3 separate regions of the Mus musculus genome follow, and regions 1 and 2 are each linked to region 3. Evidence: chromatin contacts called from public HiChIP or PLAC-seq data. All regions are on one chromosome and are shown on one strand. The core of a region is the stretch at or near the end of the contact, and the rest is flanking DNA. Distances in the headings are between cores, read along the strand shown. Region 1 holds the start of Mkrn2 (makorin, ring finger protein, 2). Region 2 overlaps Raf1 (v-raf-leukemia viral oncogene 1). Region 3 overlaps Syn2 (synapsin II).

Region 1 (3,357 bases), core at 648-3,147, 380 kb before region 3:
ACAGAGTGAGTTCCAGGACAGCCAGGGCTATACAGAGAAACCCTGTCTCAAAAACAAAAACAAAAAACAAAACAAAAAAACAAAACCATCTAGGTGTGGTGGCAATTAATTCTTGCATGGGAAGGAGAGGTAGGCAGATCTGAGTTCAAGGCCAGCCTGATACATATAGAGAGTTTCAGGATATACACAGAGAGACTCTGTCTCAAACAACAAAACTGTAAACAAGCAGAGTTTTAGAGGTTATTTTCTAAGTAGCTTGAGTCTGCTTTAAAGGCCACTGTGGTAGGAACACGTCCTCCTGCAGACGGAAGGGAGTAAGTACCCATTCACTCATCCTCAACAGAGACGTTCTAGTAGCGATGACCTGCAAGCACTGTTACAGGACTGCCGAAAAGTTCCCATTGCTGTGATAAATCACCAGGACCTAAAGCGACTTTGGGAGGAGAGCTTAGACTTGTAGGTATCTTCTACTTAAGTGTCTTACTCCATCACTATGGGAGGCCAGTGCAGGACTCCAGGCAGGAGCTAATGCAGAAGCAAGGAGAGTGCTGTTGACTGGCTTGACCCTCTTGGCTTGCTCAGCCTTTCTTACTGCACCCAGGACCACTAGCCCAGAGGTGGCACCACCCACAGTGAGCTGGGTCCTCCCACATCAGTTATCAACCAAGAGGTTCCCTCTTCCCAAATGATGATGTCTCATGTCAACTTTGTCAAGTTAACACAAAACTAGCATATGCATACACACAGACACACACAGACATACACAAACTGCAGTTTTCTGATTACTACTTAACATAAACCACCTGGGACCTTGGTACATGGTTCAACCCTTAATATCTTAAGTCGAACAGAACTCTTCATAAAGGTATTAGTTCTAGGAGTCTGCACTAATGAGAAATAACAAGGTCATTAAATGCTTACCACATATCCAAACTACATCTCAATTTCTTAATTTACTGAAACCAACTAAAGTCTGTATAAGCCGAGGCTCCTTTAATCCAAAAAGCTTGGGCTCAGGAGAGTCTTTAATTTTTTTTGTACTTTACAGTATTTTCATGTACATAAGGTCTTGGGGATAGTACAAGAGTCTAAACACAGAATTCATCATTTCACATATGCTTATACACATACCCTGAAAAAGTTCTCTGTGTAGCCTTTGCTGTCCTGGACTCCCTCTATAGACCAGGCTGGCTTCAACTAACTGAGATCCACCTGCCTCTGCCTCCCAGTGCTGGGATTAAAGGCGTGCGCCACCACCGCCCGCCTTCTATTTAGGTATCTTAAGAGTATTGGATTTTGGAGCCTTTTGAAATTTGGGTTTCCACAGTCGGGATTCTCACAAGCCTTACTTCCCAAGCTGCACCTCCTGAGCATGCAAACTCACAGGACTAGACCCCAATGACAGCCACAAGCTCGTCACCAAGTTAGTACGTTGCTACTCAACCCAACTATTTTTGTTTCAAAATAGTAGTCACGGAATAGTTTTCTGCTTTCCACTTCGTCTAACAAGCCGCCTTTCTGTTCCTAAATGGGTGTCGCTTTACCTCTGGTGGCCTCGGTTTCCTGCATCTCGAAATGGGACTCTTCGGAGGCTCAGTGGTGATGCTGGATAAGAAATGCGACCTGCCCGTGTTTCCCCGCAATCGCCCTCGCTCACTCTCTGCAAGTCGCGGTTGCAGCAGCTCTTGCCGCTCTAGCCTCTATGCGGCCTTCCTGCGCGTTATCCGCGCTGTCCGCCCCCCGCCACCGCCCGCCTCGGCCCCTCGCCTCCCTCCCTGGCTGCCCCGCAGCGCCCAAGGCCCAGAGGGGCCGCGCACTCACCTGCAGGTGACCTGCTTGGTGCTCATGGCGGCGGGGCCACGGGCTGGAGTCGCACTGAAACCTCAGAGCCGCCAGCGCCGTGGCCCAGCCCGGCCCCGCCCCGCCCTTCCCCGCCCCGCCCCGCCCCCCGCGGAGTCGCGTCACTCCTGCGCGCGCCACCCTCGTTCGTGCGCTACTTCTAAGGTGCCGCCCGGAAACCTAACCACCATCACAATGGGTTCCGCCAGGGCCTGGAGCCGGAAGGTCCCTACTCCTTAGTAGTCCGGATCCCAACTTTCTGAGGCTAAGGGTCTGAGCATGTCTAGTATACTGAATTTACCAATCATCTGCGAGGCCCTTACTTCTAGGGTTCGGCCCCCATCTCTCAAGGCAGTCTTTTAAGATGATGATGATGATGATTGATGATGTTAATGATGATAAAAGTAATTTTACTATTTATCTTTATTTTATGATATGAGTGTTTTTGCCTGCATGTGTGGCTGTACACCAAGTGGAATGCAGTGCTGGTGCAAGCCAGAAGAGGGAGTTAGATCACCTGAAACTGGAGTTGCAGACGATTGTGAGTTACCATGTCGGTGCTGGGAACTGAACCCTGGTCCCCAACTAAACAGCCAGTGCTCCTAACCACTGAGCCATCCTCTAGTAAGAATTTTTATTTATTTATTTATTTTTGGATAATTTCATACATGTGTACAATGTATTTGATTATATCCACACCAAATATCCTCTCCCCGTACTGATCTTTTTGTGTACATACATACATACATACATACATGCATACATACATACATACGTACATAACTCAAGGCAGGAATCTGGAGGCAGACACTGAAGCAGTATGTACATATATATAATTTGGATTTTTGCAAACTACAGTTGTGTTATCAGCTTTGAAAAAGTGTCTCCTGGTTTATTGTGTTGAGTTGGCATTGTATAGAAATGAACAGCAGGGGGCTGGAGAGATGGCTCAACGGTTAAGAGCACTGACTGCTCTTCTGAAGATCCTGAGTTCAAATCCCAGCAACCACATGGTGGCTCACAACCAGCCGAAATGAGATCATGAGATCTGGTGCCCTCTTCTGGTGTGTCTGAAAACAGCAACAGTGTACTTACATATAATAAATAAATTTAAAAAAGAAGAAGAAGAAAAAATGAACAGCATAGTACTCTGGAAACATTATGGGTATTCTTTTCATTTTATAGAGGTGGTACACTGTAAAAACAGGTAAGGACTTCTGAATGCTCAGCTCTAAATAGAACATGTGTGCCAATACCCTGACCTTGCTAGCAAGGCTCTGAGAATATCATGGAAGGGGGAGAAAGAATGTAAAAGCTGGAGGGTTGGGAGAGTGCCATGGAATGCTGTCTCCCGACATGACATAGCTTTAGACTTAGGAACACTCAGTAGCTGTGGCTACCTACAAAAGATCTGCAGAAGACTGTGCCCACGGCCAATTGTGGTAGTGCATGCCTGTGATGGTTTGTATGTGCTTGCCCAGAGAATGGCACTATTTGAAGGTGTGGCCCTGTTAGAGT
Region 2 (3,390 bases), core at 787-3,286, 430 kb before region 3:
TATTAGGCTTTATGTTGTACATTGAAGATAGGATTTTTTTTTTAATTTGTAAATTGATGTCTCCAGATCTTGAGACTTCATGCTGGGAGTAGGACTTGATGCAGTGTTACCCATTCTTGCTGTCACAAGGAAGAAACCACTAAGAAAGATACTGAGGGTTAGGTAGCTGTCCTAGGAACTTCAGATTTAGTAATTTTAGTAATGTTCCACTTTTAATGATCAGCATGCTTTTTTTTTAAATGACATAATAAATTCAGTTAACTGTAACTAAAGAAATGGCAAAATATATGTACAATAAAGTTTCCTGGGTATACTGGTGCATATCCTTACTCCCACCCAGCACTTGGCAGGTGGAGGCAGGCAGCCCGCCTGGTCTCCTACATTGCAAGTTACAGGCCAGCCAGGGTTACATAGCGAGACCTTGTCTTAAAAAAAGAGGTTATGGCTGTAGAGAGGGCTCAGCAATTAAGAACGTTGGCTGCTCTTCTAGAGGACCTGGGTTTGGTTCCCAGTACTCACACTGGCTGACATATAGCCACCTGTAACTCCAGTTCCAGGAGATTTGATGTCCTCTTCTGGCCTCTATAGGCACCAGGCATGTACATGATGCACAGACATACATTCAGACAAAACACCAATACATATATCTATATCTATATCACCCATATATATATTTATATATATCACATATGTGATATTTATCTTTAATTATATATATAATAAGGATATATATATATATACACATATAAATTAAAGATAAATAAAATAACTTTTTAAAAGTTAACCACTTTTAAAGATTTATTATTCTATGAGTATGTGTGTGTGTTTCTGTGTACCACATGAATACAAATGCTCTCAGGCCAGAAGAGGATTCTGGGTTCCTCTGGAGTTACAGGTGGTTCAAGGTTAGCTTGTGTTAATCTAAAAATTCCAGTCTAGTCTATAGTCTAGATCCTGAGTCAAAACAACAATGACAAAAAACCCGAACCAAAAGTTGAGACTGTTTTGGCTTCTCTGTGTCATTTGTGTTTCCATATGAGTTTTAGGATCAGCTTGTCATCTTCTACAAAAATGTTTGATTTTTAAAAAAAATTAAAAAAATTTTTTGTCACCTTGACACAAGCTAGAATAATTTGAGAAGAGGGGGCCACAGTTGAAAAATGCTTCCATAACATTGGTCTACCTGTGGGTCATTTTCTTAATCAGTAACTGATTATGGGGGAGCCCAGTCCACTGTGGGTGGTCCTGGGAGTATAAGAAAGCAAGCCAGGAGGAGCAAGCCAGCAAATAGCACTCTTTTTATGGCCTCAGCTTTTTTTGTTCCTGCCTCAGGTTTCTGTCTCAAGTTCCTACCTTGACTTCTCTGGATGATGGAATACAGCTGTAAAATGAAATAAACCCTTTTCTCCCCAAGTTTTTTTTGGTCATGATATTTTATCACAGGATTGAAACCATAAATAGGGATTGATTGAAACCCCTAGATGAATGTGGAGATTATTGCCCCTTTAACAGTGACCTGTGTATTGATACGCATGGCCCAACATGCTCATGAGTTTGTCTGTTTTCAGTTTTTTTAATTTAATTTAATTAAAAAATTTTTTTTTCTGTTTTCAGTTTTAAGAACCCCATGCCCAGTGTCTCCATTTAAGATCAAGTTCCAGCTTTGATTCTGCTGTAATTTTTCAAGGTTGGGGCTAGAGTGTGAGGGAGATGGCTGTTAAATGAACATAAGTGTTCCTTTAAAGGGAAGTGTAGGTTGTGCATCTCACTTTGCTGAAAGAGAACTCTGTAGACTGCTTGTGAACAGTCAGCTGTGCTGGTACACTTGTGTGATCCCTGAACTTAGGAGGTGGAGGCTAGAGAGGCTAGGCTGGGCTACAATGAGGTCCCCTGTCTAGGAAAACAGGGTGGGCAGGGGAAGCCACGCAGCTTTTGAAATGACCCTTGATGTTTGCTTTGAGGCAGGAGAGATGACAGAGGACAGGCTTTGTTTAGCAAGAGACTGCTGGAGGTACAGGAGAGTGGAAGTGAACTGACAGACTTTAGGTCAGGTCTAGAATTTTATGGTGATTAGGTTTGTTTAAAAGCCTGGGGTGGGGCTGGAGTTCTGGCTCAGAGGTTGAGAGGTTAAGTGTACTGGCTGGTCTTGCAAAGGACTGGGGTGTGGTCCCAGTCCTCTTGTGGCAGCTCACAACTCAATTATCAGTAACTCCAGTTCCAGGGGCTCCAGTGCCATCTTTTAGCCTCCCTGGGCTCTAGGAACTGTTAAGTACAAGGTCATATTATGTAAAGGACATCTTTTCTGCTAGCATAGTGTTCCACTAAAGGCCTTTGCCTTTCTCACCTAACAGAAGAGCAGTGAGCTGCTGTACTTAAAATGTACTGCATTGCACCCAACATGTATTCCTTCATTTTGTGCATGCATGAGTGTGAGTGTGTGTTTGTGCCATGGGGCACATGTGGAGATCAGAGGGCAGCTTGATGCTGGTTCTTATCGTCCACCGTGTGAGTAGAGGTGATCAAACTCAGGACAGGGTTGATGTCAAGCCGTCTACACGCCCAGCATCTCTCTGGCCCTCCCTACCTTTTACATTTTTATTTATTTATGATTATTGTGTGTTTATGGCATGTGACTGCATATGTGCTTGCTATGGTTCAAATGTGGAGAACAGAGGACAACTTAATAAGAGTCATGTGTCACTTTGCACTATGGCTTCTGGATATTGAACTCAGGCTTGAATGACAAGTGCTTTTACCCAAGAGAGCCACTTCGTTGGCTCTGGTTCACTATTTATATTTATTATTTTACCTCAAATCAAGGAACAGCAGTGTTATATAAGAACTTGTAAGAATGTGGAGATTAAGCAGAGCTCCTAGGAGAGTTGCATATAATATTATACTTTCTATACTATTTTGGTAAAAGGAAGTCAGCAGTGTTACTTTAGTTAACTATCTGGTTTCTCCAGGGCTTTGAGCTAGATAGAAATTAGGAAGTATTAGAGAAATGCAAACAAAGCCCTTCTAGCACCAGCTGAGGCTTTCTCCCCCTCAAACCCCTGTTAGGGTCATTGGTTGTAGTCAGTGCCTTGCCCCATATTCCTTAAAGTCATCCAGGAGGGATGTGTCCTGTGTTTTGTGAAGTGCTGCCCTGTTGGATTATGTCAGTCATGTTCAGCCACCAGGAAGTTCTCAGAACCCAGCACAAGCCTTACTGCTTCCTCCATGGGGAAGATAATAAGCTTACGGGGCTAAGTTCCCAGAAAACAAAAGTAAAACAAAAAGCATATCTGTGTAGAAGGTTTCTAGAAGACTGAATTAGAACTTCTTTAATTGTGGAGAGTTAGAATGTTCTGAGTGAATTATCTTGGGCTACCTTTAGTCCTCTTAATA
Region 3 (3,225 bases), core at 377-2,876:
CCTAAGAGATGTGGTTGTTGGTTGATGGTCTCAGTTGTTAGTAGTCATGCTCAAAGAAGAAACAATAGGAAAGAAGCTAGATTTATGGATCTCTCCCCCCACTATCCTTCTTTCTCTCCTATCTGGTGATAGTGGCGAAACTGGGGGCTGGGGATAAAGGGTGTGAAAAAGAAGAACCTATGAAGTATAAAGACAGGCTACGTTCTCCTCCTTCCCGCCGTATCATGAGCCTCCTGAGAAGGATATGTGTTTCTCAAAGAGCTTACAAGTCCCATTGTTCAACAGCTCACCCTCACTCCTTTCTACTTTATGTGACTCATGCCTATGACAGATGATTTCATGTGTCAACTTGAGTAGGGTACTAGGTGCCCGGTTATTTGTTTAAACAGTATTTCTTAACACGTGAAAGTGGTTTTAGATCAGATTAGCATTTGAATCAGTAGACTAAGTAAAGCATATTGTCTTCTAACTCTCTCTCTCTCCCTCTCTGTGTGTGTGTATGTGTGTCTCTCTGTGTGTGTGTCTGTTAGACTGTCACCAAGTTGCTTCTAAACACAGGCTGAAACTTCTACTGGCGCACCAGTGTCTCCAGATTGCCAACTGCAAATCTGAGACCTTTTTAATCTCCATATGTATGTGAGCCAATTCTGTTTCCCACTGTGTGTGTGTGTGTATGTGTGTGTGTGTGAGAGAGAGAGAGAGAGACAGACAGACAGACAGAGACAGAGAGAGAGACAGAGACAGAGAGACAGAGATAAAAAGACACAGGTAAAGAACATTATAGCAAGAACTTTGCTGTTATGGGAATTGCTGTATTTATCTTATGCTCAGCTCAAACAAGTGTAAAAAATAAACATTTATAATGAACACTTACTCTAACATATGACAGGGCTGAATTCTAACTTAATTGGTTTTTATTTGCTTGTTTGTTTCTTTGTTTTTTGGAACATGGGGACAGGGCTTGTTGCTTCTTTGGAACAAACTTAGGGCCTTGTATGTGCTGGGCTAGCACTCTGCCATGAGGTACATCCCTAGCCCCTAATGTTCTATTTCAGGTATAAATTAACATAGCAGTTAATGAAAGGCTTGTAATTTTATTCTCATTATAACAAGAACACCATCTCCTCTCAGCTTTCTAAGAGAAGATTCTGCCTAGGGGCTTTTTAACTTCTAATAGCAGGCTCACAGAAAGGAAATGTTTGACTACTTCAAGATCTAACAATAGATCCTAGTCTAATAGCACACACCTGTCATCCCAGCATCAGGAGGCAGAGGCCAGAAAATCACAAATCTGAAGACAGTGTGAACGACATGACCCTAAAACAATATTACAGCAACAACAACAACAACACAGCATCAACAAGGCAGGTTGTTGCTCATCTTGCCCTGTGTTAAATTCCTATCCTGTTAGGAAAAACCTAACAGAGGCTGACCACGTTCCTTCCCACCCCTCTTTACAGCGAGAAGGTAATTCTCCCCAAAACCGGACACTAAAGTCGAACAGAGATCCTGATTACTTTCTGGAGCACTTGTGAAACAAGGACCGGGAAAGGCCTAGCATTGCAGAGCGCAGTGACGCTGGCTTTCTGTCGCTTCATGGGTGTGTTGCTTCTTAGGCTGCTGAATCACCAGGCCATGATTCACAGAGCAAATGCAAAGACGCAGGGTGCTCTCTCTCCCCATGCTCTACTCTCATTAGCAGAGGAGGCTCGAGCCTCCTTTCTCAGGCCAAGTGTAAGCTGCGGTGGCTGGCACTGTCAGCCCACTCACTCGCATAGCTCAGCAGAAACATTTTCATATCTCAAAGCAATAATGCTTTGGATTTCCAAATCCCAGCGCAGGTGGCACATTCCATTCCACAATTTTCCAGCTGGCATCACTTCGGGGGGAGATGCAGTCTTCACAACTGATGCTGGCAGGCTGGAAGGAGACCTGGCACTGTCCTGGAAGACATGTGCCATGGTGTCCCAGATGCACTTGAGTATAGCAACAGGAAAGAGAGACCATATTTAGGTGCCTTCTTCTCATCGTCACGGATGGAGAAACTGAAGCTTAGAGGAGAAAAGTGGACAAGATCGCACCATGGGAATCTTGTGGGAATGTTGGTATAATGGGAAATTCATGCCGGGGCCTGGTCTGGCTCTCTTCTTTGTCAATGTGTCTTTACTTCTAGCCACTGCTAATGATCCGAAACAATCCTCACACTCAACAAGCCCTGAAGAGAAGTTCTAAGAACCAACCCAATCCTGAAGACGTACCCCTTTTAGTCTTCGAACATATTTATTTGAAGAGGATTGTTTAGTACTGTTATAGTGAAACATATTCTATAAACTCTTTAAATATGATAATTCTCATTCATTTACTCTTTCAAAGAAGATCTACTAGATTGGGCACCTATTAAAGGCTCAACTGTCCACCAGGCATCAGATAAGGAAAGGTCTCACCTAGTTGTAACATAAGGACTAAAAAGGAAATGATGTTAGCAGAAGCACAGTGGAATCCTTACCCATGCACAGGCACTAGAGTATCTTAAGTACAATAAAGTCAATAATGGATAGTGTTTTACTACATATTTAGCATTGGTTTCTGAGTTAAGCACTTTATCCATCTTACTCGATTTTCATGTAAGAACTGATGAGGAAGGAGCACTACCCCTGAACTCACTTACTTCACAATGCTTCCAACACACAGCATTACTTAGAAAAACAAAAACCAAACCTTTAGCCAGGCCTAGTGGCATTCACCATCTCTGAACAAACTCTTTTGGTTCAAGGTTAGCCTGGTCTATGTAGTGAAACTGTGTCTCAAATAAACAAACAAATTCAACAATAATATCAACAAATGGAACTTTTAATGGGCATCCACTAGAAAGTCTCAGAACTTACTAGTAATTTTCTAAGATATTCACTTTCTAAGATATTTATGCTAGTTTTCCATTTATTTGATACTTTAAATAATTGATCATAACAATGCCCATTAATATTTGAACACACATTTCCAAGTAAACATGACTTCTAAAAGAGCCCATCGCTTTAAAAAGCTTACTTATGCATGCTAGTAGAGACAGCCAACTCCTTTATGTACAATCTGATACTTTTCTGACTAACAGGCAACTTTTATAACTGTTAATTTTCTTTTTTTTTTCTCACAGTGGCTTACAAAAGAAAAACATCCCAAACTTTAAGTTTTCATTAGTGTACATTAACTGAACAAAGTGGTGGGTTC

The links. HiChIP or PLAC-seq counts read pairs in DNA pulled down with a chosen protein or histone mark.
Region 1: a FOXA1 HiChIP or PLAC-seq map of pancreatic cancer cells shows a contact between it and region 3. The contact joins the promoter of Mkrn2 here to the enhancer-like site in region 3. A contact is called at or near these places in 6 of 39 promoter capture datasets (the 3T3-L1 cell line, embryonic stem cells, hippocampal neurons and 2 more), 1 of 15 datasets of contacts at CTCF or cohesin (the NIH/3T3 cell line), 24 of 484 Hi-C or Micro-C datasets (the AML12 cell line, the C2C12 cell line, the G1E-ER4 cell line and 13 more), 8 of 115 datasets of contacts at active chromatin or transcription factors (DN3 thymocytes, astrocytes, embryonic hindbrain and 5 more) and 3 of 9 other capture datasets (adipose tissue, liver and macrophages).
Region 2: a contact with region 3 is called in an HNF4G HiChIP or PLAC-seq map of pancreatic cancer cells. The contact joins two enhancer-like sites. A contact is called at or near these places in 1 of 39 promoter capture datasets (cranial neural crest) and 1 of 115 datasets of contacts at active chromatin or transcription factors (pancreatic cancer cells).

The regions. Positions count from the first base shown.
Region 1 is chr6:115,600,478-115,603,834 of GRCm38.p6, reverse strand. It overlaps Mkrn2 (makorin, ring finger protein, 2), which reads right to left and starts at 1,897. Exons shown (of 8, transcript NM_023290.3): 1 at 1,822-1,897. The coding sequence starts at 1,847.
Region 2 is chr6:115,649,812-115,653,201 of GRCm38.p6, reverse strand. All of the region lies in intron 1 of Raf1 (v-raf-leukemia viral oncogene 1), which reads left to right. Among named protein-coding and RNA genes, the nearest start is that of D830050J10Rik, 24 kb to the left of the region's middle. Within about 2 kb of position 2,036, at least 92 of the 459 cell types and tissues checked have an H3K27ac peak or open chromatin away from gene starts, as enhancers often do. A contact at or near this core is called in pancreatic cancer cells, where this site is marked.
Region 3 is chr6:115,219,987-115,223,211 of GRCm38.p6, reverse strand. All of the region lies in intron 1 of Syn2 (synapsin II), which reads right to left. Among named protein-coding and RNA genes, the nearest start is that of Timp4, 31 kb to the left of the region's middle. Within about 2 kb of position 1,626, at least 43 of the 459 cell types and tissues checked have an H3K27ac peak or open chromatin away from gene starts, as enhancers often do. A contact at or near this core is called in the C2C12 cell line, the HL-1 cell line, cortical neurons and 1 more, where this site is marked.